Regions from separate parts of the Rattus norvegicus genome. Here region 1 is linked to region 2. A link is a contact called in public Hi-C data. All regions are on one chromosome and are shown on one strand. Each heading gives the region's core, a stretch centred on a gene start, on an enhancer-like site or on the middle of the called end of the contact. The rest is flanking DNA. Distances are from core to core; before and after follow the strand shown.

Region 1 (3,909 bases), core at 383-2,882, 46 kb before region 2:
ACCATCACCACAGCCACCACCGCCACTGCTGGCACGATACGCACACTCACAAATAAAATACATACATAAAAAGTGAAGGGGTTATTTGTGTAGATGATTCTCCAAAGGAGACGTATAAATGAACAAATGGAAGATAAGATCCTCAAGAGCATTCACCACTAGGAGAAAGCAAACTCACAACGACCCCAAGGGAGATACTCCACACACACCAGCGAACATGGTTGGAATCAGCACAGTGGAAAAGAACCAGTGTTGATGAGAAGTGGGCAAGCTGGCACACCTGGGCCTTGCTGCCTGGAGGAAATGGCACTGCTGCTGAGGAAAGTAGTTTGGCAGATCCTCAAAAAGTTAAGCCAAGGTAGCCCATGACCCAGCAACTCTGTTCCTAGATATGCATGGCAGATAGTTGCAAGCAGGTTTGCAAATACCCACACCCACAGCAGCAATATTCCTGACAGGTAAACAATATTCCTGACAGAGAGCAACCCCCACCTTCATCCGGCAGCAGAATGGAGGGAGGAATGGCTGCTCCTCCCACACAGGGATATATGTTCCTCAGTCACAGAAGTTACTCAAGTCTCATGCTTCTGTGTGGACAACCATCAAAAGCATGGTGCTGAGGGACAGAAGCCTGATCAAGTTGCCTGCTCTATGAATCCTTACTGTCCACAGTCTGTAAATTCACACAAACCAAAGGCAGAACAAGGGTCGAAGACCCAGTTCAATTGGGAAAATCCCTACGTAGGCTGCACAAAGCTGTAGGTTGGAACTCCAACATGGTATAAGCCAGACATGGTAAAAACACCTGTAACCAGGTGCTCGGCAAATGGAGGCAAGAGATTCAGGGCTACACAGCAAAGTTGAGGCCAGCCTGAACTAAATGAGACTCTGTCTCCCAAAATGAGAAGACACAACAGTGGTTTACAGGGGCTGAAGGTAAGGAGAGGTTAGACGTTGGGGGAAGGCTATGGTAAAGAGTTTCTGAATGGGTAGAGGCTTTTATTCTGAGTGGATGGTGGGAATTTTTTTTTTTTTTTTTTTTTTTTTTACAACTAGGTAGAGGTGGCAATGATACATCACAAATGTACTAGGGCTGGGCAGGATTATATTTCCGAGTGCCTGATTGTGGGCTGAATTTTCAAAGCAATAAGATAACAAATGATGGCATCTCAAATTTGTCTTCTGGTTTGATAAATGGCTCTCTTTCAGAGGCAGCATGCTACTCCTTCGCCAAGAGTATGGAAAGGAAATAAGACCCTGGGAGGCTAACAAGTTTGTTGAGCCTCCCAGGGGCTTTGCAGGGATAGAAGGATTAGATACAGACTCCCTAGCTTCTCCTTACTAGAGGAGAACCTGGGGCTAACCATCAACATTTCTTGGCCAGTGATGAGAGCTCAGAGGTACCCAGACACGAAGTCAAGGCCTGTGTTCTGTGGTTTGGGATCCTTCTAAGTCCCAGCTGTGGCGCACAGGCTAAGCATTCTTTGCAGCAGACCCTAGTGATGGAAGAGGGGTAAAAGTCAGATCCAGGAACTCTGCAAACAGAAGCTGAACCCTCCCACTGCCTGTTGGTCTGCAGAGGCTTTGTGTGAGCTTCTGACGAACTCACAGGAACTCGTAGAAGTCTTCCAAAAATAGAGCTGAGATTGCATTGCACGTCCTGGAAATGGACTTCCTGGTGCACAAGCCAGCCTCCGTTTGTCAGCTGAACTCACTGAATGAAGGTGGAAAATATGATATGAAGCCATTTGGAGCCACTATGGTGTGGACAGCAGACACTTAGATGTCCTAATACACGTAGGCATTGTCAATGGCCGGTGTCCTAGAAAACTAGCACTGAACAAAATCCTCCTCCTTCTGCCCACATGCCCAAGATTAAATCCAAGCTGTGGTGGGAAGAGCCACACAGCCTGCAGCACCTGTCCTTCGGCCAGCAGGACTAGTTGCCATGATTCTTAGGGACACGAACAGCCTTTTGAATCTAAGGAACAGCATTCTGGACTCTCCATTCTTATCAGCAGGATCAGTCACCTTGTCCCATCCCTTCAACATGACTTAAGAAAAACGCCCCTTCCCCCAAATTCTCATATTCATGTTTTTATTCTTTCTTTGCTCTGGGAACCCTCCATGTACATTCAGGGCCTAGTCCAAAGCCTGGCACCTAATTTCAGGAAGAGTTGGTTAAGTAGAGAAAGGCATCAGTTTTTAGACCGTAGATAGGCATATATGCAGGTGAGAGGAAGTATTGGCGCCCAAAACAAAGACAAAGGGTGTCATCCCCGACTCACTAGAAAGCTCTAAGACCACTCCAGGGTTCATCTGGAGCTTAAGAGGTATACCAGCATGCTTTATGGTGCTGTTACAAAATGCCTGAGATACATAATTTCATTTTGGCTCACAGTTTTTCAGAGCTTTCAATTCCTGGACATGTATCTGTGACAAGGCAGTATACTGTACTAAGGACCTTTGGGGAGATAGAAACCATTTACCTTGTGTTACCTAGAAAAAACGGGGAGAAGGAGATGGGGCAGGTTCACAACATCTGCTTGAATGGCATGTCTCCAATGACTTAACTTCCTCACAATGGGCTCCTCCTTTTAAAAAACCCTTTGAAAAACTCTTTACTATTATTTTATTTTATTATATATACAAGTGTTTCCCCTGCAGGTACGTCTGTGCACCACATATGTACCTTGTGCCAATAGAGGCTAGAAAGTGGCATTTGAATACCCTGGAACTGGAATTACAAATGGCTGTGAGCTGCCATGTAGGTTCTGAGACTGAACCTGGGTCTCTAGAAAGAAGCTGGGGCTCTTAGTTGCTGAGCCATCTCCTGGAACCTCACCCCTCCTCTCAACCCCCAATAAAGCTGCAAGCTATTGGGCCTATGACTATATGGCAGTAGGCATGCCGAATTCTGACACATAGCGGGAGTTCTGAAGATCTTTCCCCATTCTCATTCTAGTGTTCTGGAATGCAGCACCCTGCAAGATTGGATCCTATGCCTTAAGTGGAATGGAGAGGAAAGGCTGCAGCCAGAGGCTCAGGTCAAAGGGGAGTTTTAGACAGCGACCTCCTACAGAATGTCCTCTTGATGTTGATGCCTAGAACAAAAGATCTCTTTGTGCTAGACCAAAGTGTGCTCAGGAATTTTGTAGAGTATTCCAAGTTCTGACTTTTCCTGTGTACTTCAGCGACCATAATCCATGTTATTTCCTAAAACCCTGCTGAGAGCCAAGGAGGAGAGGCCACAAAGTTTCTCATTGGGAAGGTGTAGACAGTGATTGTGTCCATGGGTTCACAGCAAACAACCCTGGTAACCTTCGTGAGACCATGATGTTCTCTGTCCAGTGCAAAATAGACCTAGAAGGAATTCTGCAAGCTGGGATGCCAGAGACCTCTGGGTGGACTGCTTAACCAACCACAGAGCAGAGCAGGGTGGGTCCTGGGGGTGGGAGAAAGAGGTAGGGTTTATTTGGAAGGAGGTAGATGAGGCAGGAATCTCTGGCATGCAGCACCCTGCAAGACTGGAAGCTCCTTTGGGGACTGGGGTCAGAGGAACAGAGGGCAGGCTGAGGAGAGGCTGCAATGAGTTGGGAGCAGAGAAAGGGTACCAAGGGCAGGAGGGAGTCTTTCCTTCTAGTTTGCTCATTCCTGTTCTCCCAGCCACCCAACCAGAAAGCAACCTCTGCTACTGAAGACAAGTCATCATTCATTCATTCGTAGTAGGCTCACAGCAAATGCCCCCTGCTGAGCTCTTGGGGGTCTGTGCCTCATGTCACCCTGCTTTCTCACCCTGCCCTCAGAATACGCCACAGCTCAGCACTCTCACCACTGTATGGCTGCTCTCTGCCCAGTTCTTGACCTTTCTGCTCTGATTCTAATGCCAATCCTATGTCTTCTGCAAGA
Region 2 (3,633 bases), core at 11-2,510:
TGACAGGCTGCTGCCTGATGCAGTTTTAAGAACTAAGCAATGGGCCCATCATTCTCTGACCACCAAGTGCTCAGCCATGCTGGAACCTGGATAGCCTGTCCTGGAAGGTGGGTGGGGTTTTTCCCATGCACCTTCAGCTTCTTACAGGAGCCCCTGCTTCCAGCTATGTTCTGTGTGGGGCCCTTCTCTGGAAGAATGGCAGAGTGGTCATGTTCCAGAGCTCTTGGCCTTGACCTCAACCTTGTCCCAAACACACACCTTGTTGAGCCAGCAGTATACAGCCTAGCATCTTCCCAAGTCCCATGACTAGTCCTGATTATTTCCTCTCTGCAGCATGTGAAACTCTGGGTATCTTTCATCCTGGCTGTTTATCTAGACCTCGACCCCTTCTCTACCTTCTCTGGCCTCAAGCCAAGCATTTTTTCCACCTGTCAGTCAATGTCTTAATCCCACCACTCCAAGGGCATCCCAGTATCCAGAGGCAAAGGCAGTCTAAGCACTGAGTGAGGAGAGCCAGACCTGAGCAAAAGTGGCACACACTATATCTTTGACAGTAGTTCACCATCAAGGAAGCTTCCAGAAGCCAGCCTCAGAACGCCAGGCTTCAAATCCCAACTCTACTGGTTTCCTGTTCTCTGACCTTGCCACTTCCTGGCTGTGTGAACTTACATAAAACTCTTGACTTATCTGAACCTGAGAAGAAGGGTGTCCGGGACCTTATATCTCCTGAAATGTACCCACTTAGCAGTCATGGTAGTTCAGTTTCTGGAATGTAATAGATTTGATTGGAATAAAGTTACAAATGCAATTCCTTTGCCACATGTCAAGATTATGGTGTCTTTTCTCCCCGAATTGTCACCTCCCTCTTCTTTACCTCAGTTCCTTTCTCTAAAATGGGCAGAAGGGATCTGAGTCTATGATTCACACCCAACACCCCGCCCAACATCACGGGTCGGGGGCGGGGATTTACTCGTCAGGCCCTTGTTCCAGCACAGAAGCAGTTTCCTCACAGAACTATGCAGAACCAAGGACAAAGCGAGTTACTTTCACTTTGCAGGGGCTTTAGCTCAGTGGACCTAAAGCAAGTGATTAAGCTTGAATTGAAGAGAAGACGAGGGTTAAGAGGGGAGGAGTTTCCCAAGCCTCTGAGAAGAAAGAGCAGCTGCCTGATCCCAGTACAAACTTCTGGAGTGCAGGTGTCAGGCTGCACGTTCCAACCCTCCCCCTGCGGCCCATTGTGGACCTGGCCAAGCTCAGGCTACTTCCGGCCTAGTGATTTCTGGGAAGGTGTGAGCTGCTGCACGTTGTAGGTCTTGAAGTGGGTGTGGCTGCCAGAGCCACCGCCCTCCTGGAGCTTCAATTCACCTTCCCCTTCAGTCTGGGAAGGCAGCTGTGAAGCAGGGCCAGAGGGAAGAACACACCCATCCCAGAGTACCAGCTTAGGGCCCCCTTGAGGTGCTGCAGGTGAACCCACACCGCGCCCCCTGCTCTTTCTAAACTTAGATCCGCAAAAGAGAAAGTCTCTCTCACAAGGCTCCTGGAAGTAGCAGATGTGGGCGAGGCTCTCCAGTCTTGTTCTTCCTGTGGTTAGATCTGCCTCTTTCTGGGGAGAGGGCTCTCCAGCATAGAGGAGAAGATAGCCTGCCAGTGACCCCTGGTTTTCAGCTAGTAGGATTTGGAGGTTGAGAATTCCTCTTTTTGCTCCTTCTCTGCTATGCAGGTGCTCAGCCAAAAGGACATCGGAGCACCACCTTCCCTTTTGCAGGACACAAAACACGCTCCCCATCTAGCCGAGACACCGTCGCCCATCATTTTATTTCTTGACTTAGTTGCCTGTCTTGACCCGGGGCTAACTTCTTCCTCAGGAAATGCTGCTTGAATGAATACAGGGATGACTATCAGGGGCTTCTCAAGAAAGTCTCTGTGGCCCTCCCTTTGCCCAAAGCATGAGGTCTGATGCTTTGAAAGGCTAAGGGGAGAGGGGTGTTCACACCCTAGGTGAGCACCAGGAAGGTCCCAAGGATGTGAAAGGCACTGAGGGAACAGAGGTTTTAACGGAACTGTAAAGGAGATTCACACTCCTCACCTCAGCCCACAAGCTACAGAATAGAGGATGACACCAGAGAGGCAGCCTACAGAGGACCTTCCCTCCCCTAAGCTGCAGAAAAGGATGCTGATTGCTCTAGCTCATAGGAGGTAGAGTGGATGGATGAGAAGCACTCTACCACACCAGTGCAGGTCGCTACAAAACAATCCAACAGTTCCCACATGCTGCGCACCTAAGGTATATCCCAGACTCCTCTGCAGAGAAAGTTGCTGAACATTCGATCAGCATCTGGGTCAGGGAACAGAACTAAGACTAGGAAGCTACTAGGCTGGGAGCCTTTTCTGCCATTTTTCCCCCCACAGTCATCATTTAACTAGGGGATGACGGACACAGAGGAAAGAACTTAAGGGTGGTGGAAGGCTATTTGACATTTGTGGATCCACTCAGAGACCAAGACATACTCCCGATTCTTCCTGGTTAAAACCCAGTCCCAAGAGATTATCCAGTTTCTTGGACCTGTGACATAGCTCAGGTGCAAGAGTGCTTGTATAGCATGCCTAAAGCCTTGAGTTTGATCCCCAGTGTCTCATAAACCAGGCACTGTCGTGAGATTCTGTTATCTCTATACTTGAAAGGTAGAGGCAGGAGGATCAGAAGTTCAAGATCATCCTCAGCTATCTAGCAAGGAGGCCAACCTGGGCTACATCATATTCTGTCTTTTTAAAAGGCTTCCCTCCCATTGATCTGCCTGGCCTGCTCTTGAACCTAGGCTAAACAAAGTATACAACGACTCTTCTCAGTCTCCTTCCCATTGGCCAGTTGTCAGACTTTTCTCTGGTAAAGGGGTTTCCCTCTGTCCTAGGGCCACCACCTCTTTTTTAGGCCATCAGAGGTTCTCAGAGGTGTCCAAAAGGGGCCTGTGAGCAGGGTTTATTCATCTTTAGGCTATCTGCCATATTGTGAATGACTGAAACCCACGCAGATGCATTACCTCACTGCTCTGGAGGGGTCAGTTGACTGAAGGGGGGCGTTTCTAGAAAAAAGGGGTGTTAGTTCATTTCTTCAGGATCCATGGAGATCAGTTGCCTGTTCTCTGGACTACTCATTGTCCAACCCTACCTGCCTTTGGGGGTTGGAGGTGAGGTGGCTCAGAGTCAAGGCACAGACTCAGGGAGCAGGTGAGAACACAGCAAGCCCATCTGAACACTGCCACAAGCTCCTTTAATACCCTTCACCCACACCCCATTGGTCCCAAGAAAGCATCTCTTCTAAATAGTTGTTCTCGATTGGCTGGCACTATCTGCTGCACCAGCAATCCTTAGTCTCGCAGGCAGTCCTCAATTCGCTCCTCCTGGAGGAGATGCTTCTGTGGCTGTGCCCCTCCCCCAGCGTTTACATAGAGGTGGCCCTGCACTTGCCAGGTGCTTCCAGCTTCTGGTGGCCCCTGCATGCTTCACTTGGTGCCCTTCCTCCATCCACTATCTGGACCTGTGATCATCTCTCCTCTCCCCTCAGTGTTTCTGACACTGCTGCCATCAGGGTGACTCAGGGCAATGCCCTCATCTCAGGACCCTTCATTTAAACAG

What was found. A called contact is a pair of places that touch in the nucleus more often than the background predicts.
Region 1: a Hi-C map of kidney shows a contact between it and region 2, with 4 times the contacts expected there. The contact joins two enhancer-like sites. A contact is called at or near these places in 7 of 12 Hi-C or Micro-C datasets (the A7r5 cell line, hepatocytes, kidney and 3 more).

The regions. Positions count from the first base shown.
Region 1 is chr7:100,721,339-100,725,247 of GRCr8, reverse strand. No RefSeq gene overlaps it. Among named protein-coding and RNA genes, the nearest start is that of St3gal1, 79 kb to the left of the region's middle. Within about 2 kb of position 1,632, at least 10 of the 93 cell types and tissues checked have an H3K27ac peak or open chromatin away from gene starts, as enhancers often do. A contact at or near this core is called in liver, where this site is marked.
Region 2 is chr7:100,675,603-100,679,235 of GRCr8, reverse strand. No RefSeq gene overlaps it. Among named protein-coding and RNA genes, the nearest start is that of Ndrg1, 63 kb to the right of the region's middle. Within about 2 kb of position 1,260, at least 28 of the 93 cell types and tissues checked have an H3K27ac peak or open chromatin away from gene starts, as enhancers often do. A contact at or near this core is called in liver, where this site is marked.